2 separate regions of the Mus musculus genome follow, and region 2 is linked to region 1. The links are chromatin contacts, called in public ChIA-PET maps. All regions are on one chromosome and are shown on one strand. Each heading gives the region's core, a stretch centred on a gene start, on an enhancer-like site or on the middle of the called end of the contact. The rest is flanking DNA. Distances are from core to core; before and after follow the strand shown. Region 1 has its middle 23 kb from the start of Bex6. Region 2 holds the start of Rnf168 (ring finger protein 168).

The links. ChIA-PET counts read pairs in DNA pulled down with a chosen protein or histone mark.
Region 2: a contact with region 1 is called in an RNA polymerase II ChIA-PET map of memory CD8 T cells, with 304 read pairs. The contact joins the promoter of Rnf168 here to the enhancer-like site in region 1. A contact is called at or near these places in 3 of 39 promoter capture datasets (embryonic stem cells, macrophages and pre-B cells), 3 of 484 Hi-C or Micro-C datasets (the HPC-7 cell line, large pre-B cells and pre-B cells), 9 of 115 datasets of contacts at active chromatin or transcription factors (the 230-238 cell line, the SCID.adh cell line, cardiomyocytes and 5 more) and 3 of 9 other capture datasets (adipose tissue, liver and pancreatic islet).

Annotation. Positions count from the first base shown.
Region 1 is chr16:32,201,345-32,204,438 of GRCm38.p6, forward strand. No RefSeq gene overlaps it. Among named protein-coding and RNA genes, the nearest start is that of Bex6, 23 kb to the left of the region's middle. Within about 2 kb of position 1,462, at least 76 of the 459 cell types and tissues checked have an H3K27ac peak or open chromatin away from gene starts, as enhancers often do. A contact at or near this core is called in the 230-238 cell line, the HPC-7 cell line, the SCID.adh cell line and 2 more, where this site is marked.
Region 2 is chr16:32,276,148-32,279,314 of GRCm38.p6, forward strand. Rnf168 (ring finger protein 168) reads left to right here and starts at 1,314. Exons shown (of 6, transcript NM_027355.2): 1 at 1,314-2,268. The coding sequence starts at 1,962.

The DNA.
Region 1 (3,094 bases), core at 212-2,711:
TCCGTCGCATTCTCCCAGGGTGGTTCAGAGGCAGCTTTACAGAGCCCTACAGAAACGGTCTAAAACCTGTGTCCCTCGTCCCTCTTTGGTTCAGTCTAGAGCCAGTTTTAAAAGTAGGTCTCCCTCCCTCTCTCCTCCCTGAGGCGTATTCTCTCTGTGTAGCCCTGGCTGTCCTGGAATTCATTCTGTAGACCAGGCTGGCCTAGAACTCAGAAATCTGCCTGCCTCTACCTCCAGTGTGCTGGAAATAGGGACGTGTACCACAACAGCCTAGCTAGAAATGGTTACACATGAAACCATCTTCCATTAGCGCCTTAGTCTAGTACCTCAGTCATGTGAGGGGTTGGGACTGTGTTGTTACAATTCATTCACAGACCAGAGGCTGAGGTTCAGAAAGGGCCAGTGACTTCCCTGAAATCCAGCAGGTAAAATCATGCAAGAGACTGGTGACTTAGGCACTCTCTTGAGAGATCGTATTCTCCACAAAGCCTCTGCTGTGACATTGGTGTGGAAAGGTTATTTAGGGTGCTGTGCCTGTAGGTTTTGGTGAAAAAAACCAGAAGGTCCTAGAATCACATTTTCCGGGGATCTTTGCAGAATTCTTCATTACCTCTGTTTTGATACCCAACTACGCATGTCCTGTTCCCAGGCAACTTCCCTGTGGCATCCATGTGTGTACAATGCTACATGCCTGACTGCAGGTAGAGTCCTTGCCCTCCTACCCTGTCAACCAAAGATCCAGCAAGTGAATGAGAAGCATGGAGACATGAGAAACAGAAGCCCTTGCCTTCCAGGTGGTTGGAGGTAAATATGATGGATCTAGGTGAAACGTGCTCGTTCATGCTGTGTCTCTAAGTTCCATGGAGACTGGATGGTAATTATATGGATGGATTGATCCATAACCCTGACAGTCAGGGAAAAATGGAGAAAATATCAAAAGTGAATGATGTCAACTTGATAATGCAGAATTCACCCGGGGAAACACACATGACTTTGGGGGATGATCTTGATTGCCTTAGTGGAAATGGGAAGTTCTGCCCACTGCGGGCAGCATCATTCCCCAGGCAGGAGAAAGCGAGCTGATCACCAGCATGTGCACATTCCTTGTCTCTACGACAGTGGATGAATGTGACCACTGCCCTCAAGCTCACGAGGTTTTGAAATCCCTGCTGTGACCCCTTCTCTCTTAGGTTGCTTTTGCCAGGTCATCTTTATAGCAAGAGGAAAAGAAACTATCACAGAAGGGAAGAGGGGCAGCAAGAGAGAAGCTAGAACTTTCTTGGCCGAAAATTATAATGAATTAGGTAAAAACCAAAGAATAAAAAGCCAGGTCCTCAAAGGCATTGAGCCAATCCTCCTCCTTCAGAAGACTTCCTTGCGTTTGGCAGAAGACCTATGGACGGAACTCACCACAGGGTGTGGGTTAGACTGGGAAGTGGAACTGAGGAACTAGTTAGCTTTTGTCACTTCACGGGGTTTCCTCCTGCAAGCTCCTCCCTGCGGATTACCCCTGGCACCCCAACCTACCCCATCCTCAAATGTGTTGCTGCTGCCCCCTGCTGGATGAACCCTGTCAGACCCCCCACACACACACACACAACCCCTACTGGAAGGCCGCCATTTTCCACATGCAGGCAGGAGCTGTAGGAGGCAGGCAGGCAGTAAAATAGTATTTAAACATAGCCAGAGACCAAAATAAATCCGTTCTGGAAAAGGTCTGAAACCTCTGGCTAGTAATCAATATACAAGCTTGTGAAAGAGGGAGAGCAAGAGCGAATGGGGGCAGAAAGCCACCTGGAGGGGGAGGCATGAAGGCCTCAACTGTCTGCCTTGTGCCCTGGATCCATCTGAAGTAAACTCCCCTCCCCAAAGACAGTGTTATACGCTCAGGGAGGTTTGCAAAGACTACATGGCTAAGAGAACACCTTTCAAGCTCTTCAGTGGCCCTTTCTTCCCTCTTATTCCAGAGATCCAGACTTAGCCATTACCTTCCATGTTAGCCTTGCTTCACATGCCTCCCCATCTCCCAGCCGTTGTTCCCGTTCAACTGACCTTTTCACAGTGCCCACGTTCTCCCTCCTCGCCCCACTGTCACTCTAGCATCTATGTTCTCTCCTACTCACACCCCAACACTTAACAATCTATTAATAGCATCTCTGTGTGTGTGTGTATATGTGCATATAGAGATGAAACAAAACTGAACAAAAATGAAATAACAGAAATGTATATAGAGAGATGGATAGATATAGATATATATAGAGAGAAGGTTTCTCTGTGTAGCTCTGGTTGTCTTGAAATTTACTCTTAGACTGGCCTCAGACTCACAGAGATCCACCTGCCTCTGCCTCCAGAGAGCTGGGATTAACAGGTGTGCACCACTGTGCCTGGCCAGAAGAGATAAATTACTTAAACCAATAATTTCTTCATTGTATTTTGTATCTTTTGAATTTTGAACTATGTAACCATAACTCATATTCAAAAAATAAAATCATTTTTTGTTTAGTTTTTTTTTAAAAGATAGGGTCTCATATAGCCTAGGCTGGCCTCAGATTTGATATGCAGGCAAGAATAACTATCCTTGAACTCCTGATCATCCTGCCTCCACTCACAAGTTCTGGGATTAGAGGTATCCATCACCAAGACCAAGGCAGTTCGGGGAGCAAGCCCAAGGCTTCCTGCACAGGCAATCACCTTTTCACCAACTGAGGCATGCCTCCAGCCCTTATTGGTTTGCTTTTAATCAGAAGTAGATGAGAAATCTTGGAAACATAACATATATAGTAATTTAAAATAATCAGTGGACAGAATAAACTCTGCTTTAAACATGAACTGTGAACTAGAACATGGTAAAGGAGCCGAGTATGGTATCACATGCCTTTAACCCTAGCACTCAACAAACAGGTGGGCAGAGCTCTGAAAGTTCAAGGCCAGCCTGATCTACATCTACATGAGGAGTTTCAGGATAGACAGGGCTACAGAGAAAGATCTTTTCTCAAAACAAACAAACAAACAAAAATACAAATTAAATAGCTGTACACTCCAAAAGGACCCTATTACCCTACAATATATAATCACAGCTCAATGCCAGAAAGAC
Region 2 (3,167 bases), core at 64-2,563, 75 kb after region 1:
GGTTTCTCTGTATAGCCCTGGCTGTCCTGGATCTCACTTTGTAGACCAGGCTGGGATTGAACTCAGAAATCCACCTGCCTCTGCCTCCCGAGTGCTGGGATTAAAGGCGTGTGCCACCACGCCTGGCCACAAGGCAACTCTTATGACAATATTTAATCAGGGCTGGCTTACAAATTGAGAGGTTCAATCCATTATCAAGGTGCCAGAGCATGGCAACATCCAGGCAGGCATGGTGCAGGAGGAGCTGAGAGTTCTACATTTTCATCTGAAGGCTGCTAGCAGAATACTGCTTCCAGGCAGCTAGGATGAGGGTCTTAAAGCCCACACCCATAGTGACTCACCTACTCCAACTGGGCCACACCTTCTAATAGTCCCATTCCCTGGGCCAAGGATATGCAAACCATCACAGACTCCAACTCCAGGTCCTCCTGTTTCTGCCTCTGCCTTTGCTACCTAAATGCCTCAATTACAAGACACACGTGTCCATGCCTAGTTCAGAGGTCCTTCCTTCCTTCCTTCCTTCCTTTTTGAAACAGAGTCTCTTACTAAACTCACTGTATAGACCAGGCTGATCTCTACCTCACAGAGACCCTCCTGCCTCTGCCTGCAATGTTTTGGGAACCAGCTGACCAATTGAGGAAGGGTCTCATATAGCCCAGGTTGACCTGGAACCAGTTATGTAGCCAAGGCTAGTTTATAATAATCCTTTTGTGACTACTTCCCAAATGCTGGGATTGATTATAGAAATGGGTCTCTTGTTGAGTTCTTCAGACTCCACATACCAAACCCAATAGGCATTTACTCATGCTAAAGTCTGGGGTAGAGGGCCCAAGCCAAGCACCCCCAAAACAAGAGGGAAAGCAATAACAGCCAAATCTCTACATTGCTGTTTTAGCCAGTACCATAAGGATATCACCCCCACCTTATTTAACCTTTACAAGGATTCTTTGAAACCACAGGTGTAACTCTTTGTTGCTGCTCTCCTTGAGCGTCACTTGTCTATAAGGCCAATATCTGCTGCTCATTCTATAAAATGCTAGTGTTGCAAATAAATGCTAAGAAAAATCTTTAAGGTAAATTTGTTGTAATTTCTTCTTTTAGCACTAAGAACTTTAGAAAGCTTTGTTAGGAGAAGGGTAGCCTAAAGAATACTGAAAGAATAATTACAAAAATTCCTGTTCGGATCTTGGTTTAGAGAGTTACTTGAGTAAGCAAGATTCTGCAGCCTACAGTAGCCGAGCGACCAAAAGCGGGAGGAGTTGCTACTAGCAGGCTAGGCGGGAACGCAGACGCAGCTCCCGGAAGTCCCGCCCGACTGAGCGGTTCCTTGGGGGAAGACGTGCCGTTTTGGCGGGGAATTGTGACGTCCGTGGAGCCCGGGTACCTGCTCCGGCCGCGGCCAGTAGACCGATTGGCAGGACAGCGGGTGCGAGCGGCTGGGTCTCGGGACCCGGGGGGTACCGCGAGGTGTTCCAGAAGCTGGAGCGTGGGCACTGGAGGGCTGCCTCCACCGCAACGGCGAGACGGAAGTCCCGCGGCGGCCCGAGCCCGGATTCCGGGCGGTACCGGGTGCTCTGGGAGCGGCGGTGCCCGGGCTTCCGGCTCTGGCAAGCCCGGCCGCCTCGCGCGTAGAGGCGGGTCCTCACCGCGTAAGAAGGGGAGCTGGATGAGCGCTTGTGTGGCGCGGGGAGACAGAACCACTCTCCGCCCCGAGGCCGCCGACTCCCGGAGGAACGTTCTTTCATTCCCTTGCTGGACTCAGGGCATAACTGTTGACCTGACATCACAGCTCCTGCTTGTCTCGGGCCCGTGGGAACTCAGGCCTTCTGGATCTCAGTCCGCTGCTGTGTGTGAGAGTAAACACCAAACGGCTCGCTGCTTTTCTCCGTTCTGGGCGTGATTAGGCGAAAGACGACTTTAGTCCCTTTCTGATTTTAACGTTGGGTAGGTCTCATTAGCATATGAAGATGGCTGCACCTAAAACCTCCATCCCTTCCTTAGCCGAATGTCAGTGCGGGATCTGTATGGAAATCCTCCTAGAGCCTGTAACCCTACCTTGCAACCACACGCTCTGTAACCCATGCTTCCAGTCCACTGTTGAAAAGGCCAATCTATGCTGTCCCTTCTGTCGTCGCCGGGTCTCTTCGTGGACTCGGTACCATACCCGAAGAAATTCTCTGGTCAATACAGACCTGTGGGAGATTATTCAAAAACACTATGCAAAGGAATGCAAGCTTAGAATCTCTGGACAAGAATCAAAGGAAATCAGTAAGTAAAATTAAGCATGTTTATTGGGTAAAACGGCCCAAAATCCCTTTGAAAGGGAACCATTTTTGTTTTTGCTTTTCGAGAAAGGGTTCCTCTGTGTTGCCCTGGCTGTCCTGGAACTCACAATGTAGATCAGGCTGGCCTCGAACCCAGAGATCCACCTACCTCTGCTTCCTGAGTTCTGGGATTAAAGGTATGAGCCACCATCGCAGGGCTCGAACCATCATTTTCTAATTTAAAGAAAAAGAAAAAGAAGGCTAAATAGTCTGAATCGTGAGGATTTGTGGTTTTATAAGCCCTGCCCACACATCAGTTAAAGTCAAGGACAGAGTTACATCACGTGTAGTAATGGTCAAGTTGTGTTCATCTGCTGTGAATTAGGGTTTTTTTTTTTTTTTTAACATTTTTTTAGACATGTTTTGAGACACAGTTTTATTACTGTGTAGCATGGGATAGCCTTAGCCTCACAAATACTGGAGTTGCAGGTGTGCTATTACACACCTGTCCTTTATAATGTAGTAGTATTAGTGAGGGTTGCCCTTTATAAGGGCAGAATGGTAAGTATTTTTGTGGACTATATAGTCTACTGAAGACACTTGGTGAGCTCTGCCACTGTAGAACAAAAGCCACCGTAGTCAATACATTAATTTACATTACCCTTTGTAAATGAAGATAGTGCCTGTGTTTCCATAAAACTTTATGAAAAACAAAAAGTGGGGGGGCAGATTTGTCCTGTCAATGAATCATGGCTAAATAGCCCCTGTCTTAGAATATCACTATTACTGTTCTTAAGAACAATTCTTTATCTGTGGAGGTAGCAGAATTAAATAATTGCAGATACTTCGGAAGGGAAAACTTGAGATTTCTTATTTTTTAAAATATGTATTTAGAGTGTGTGA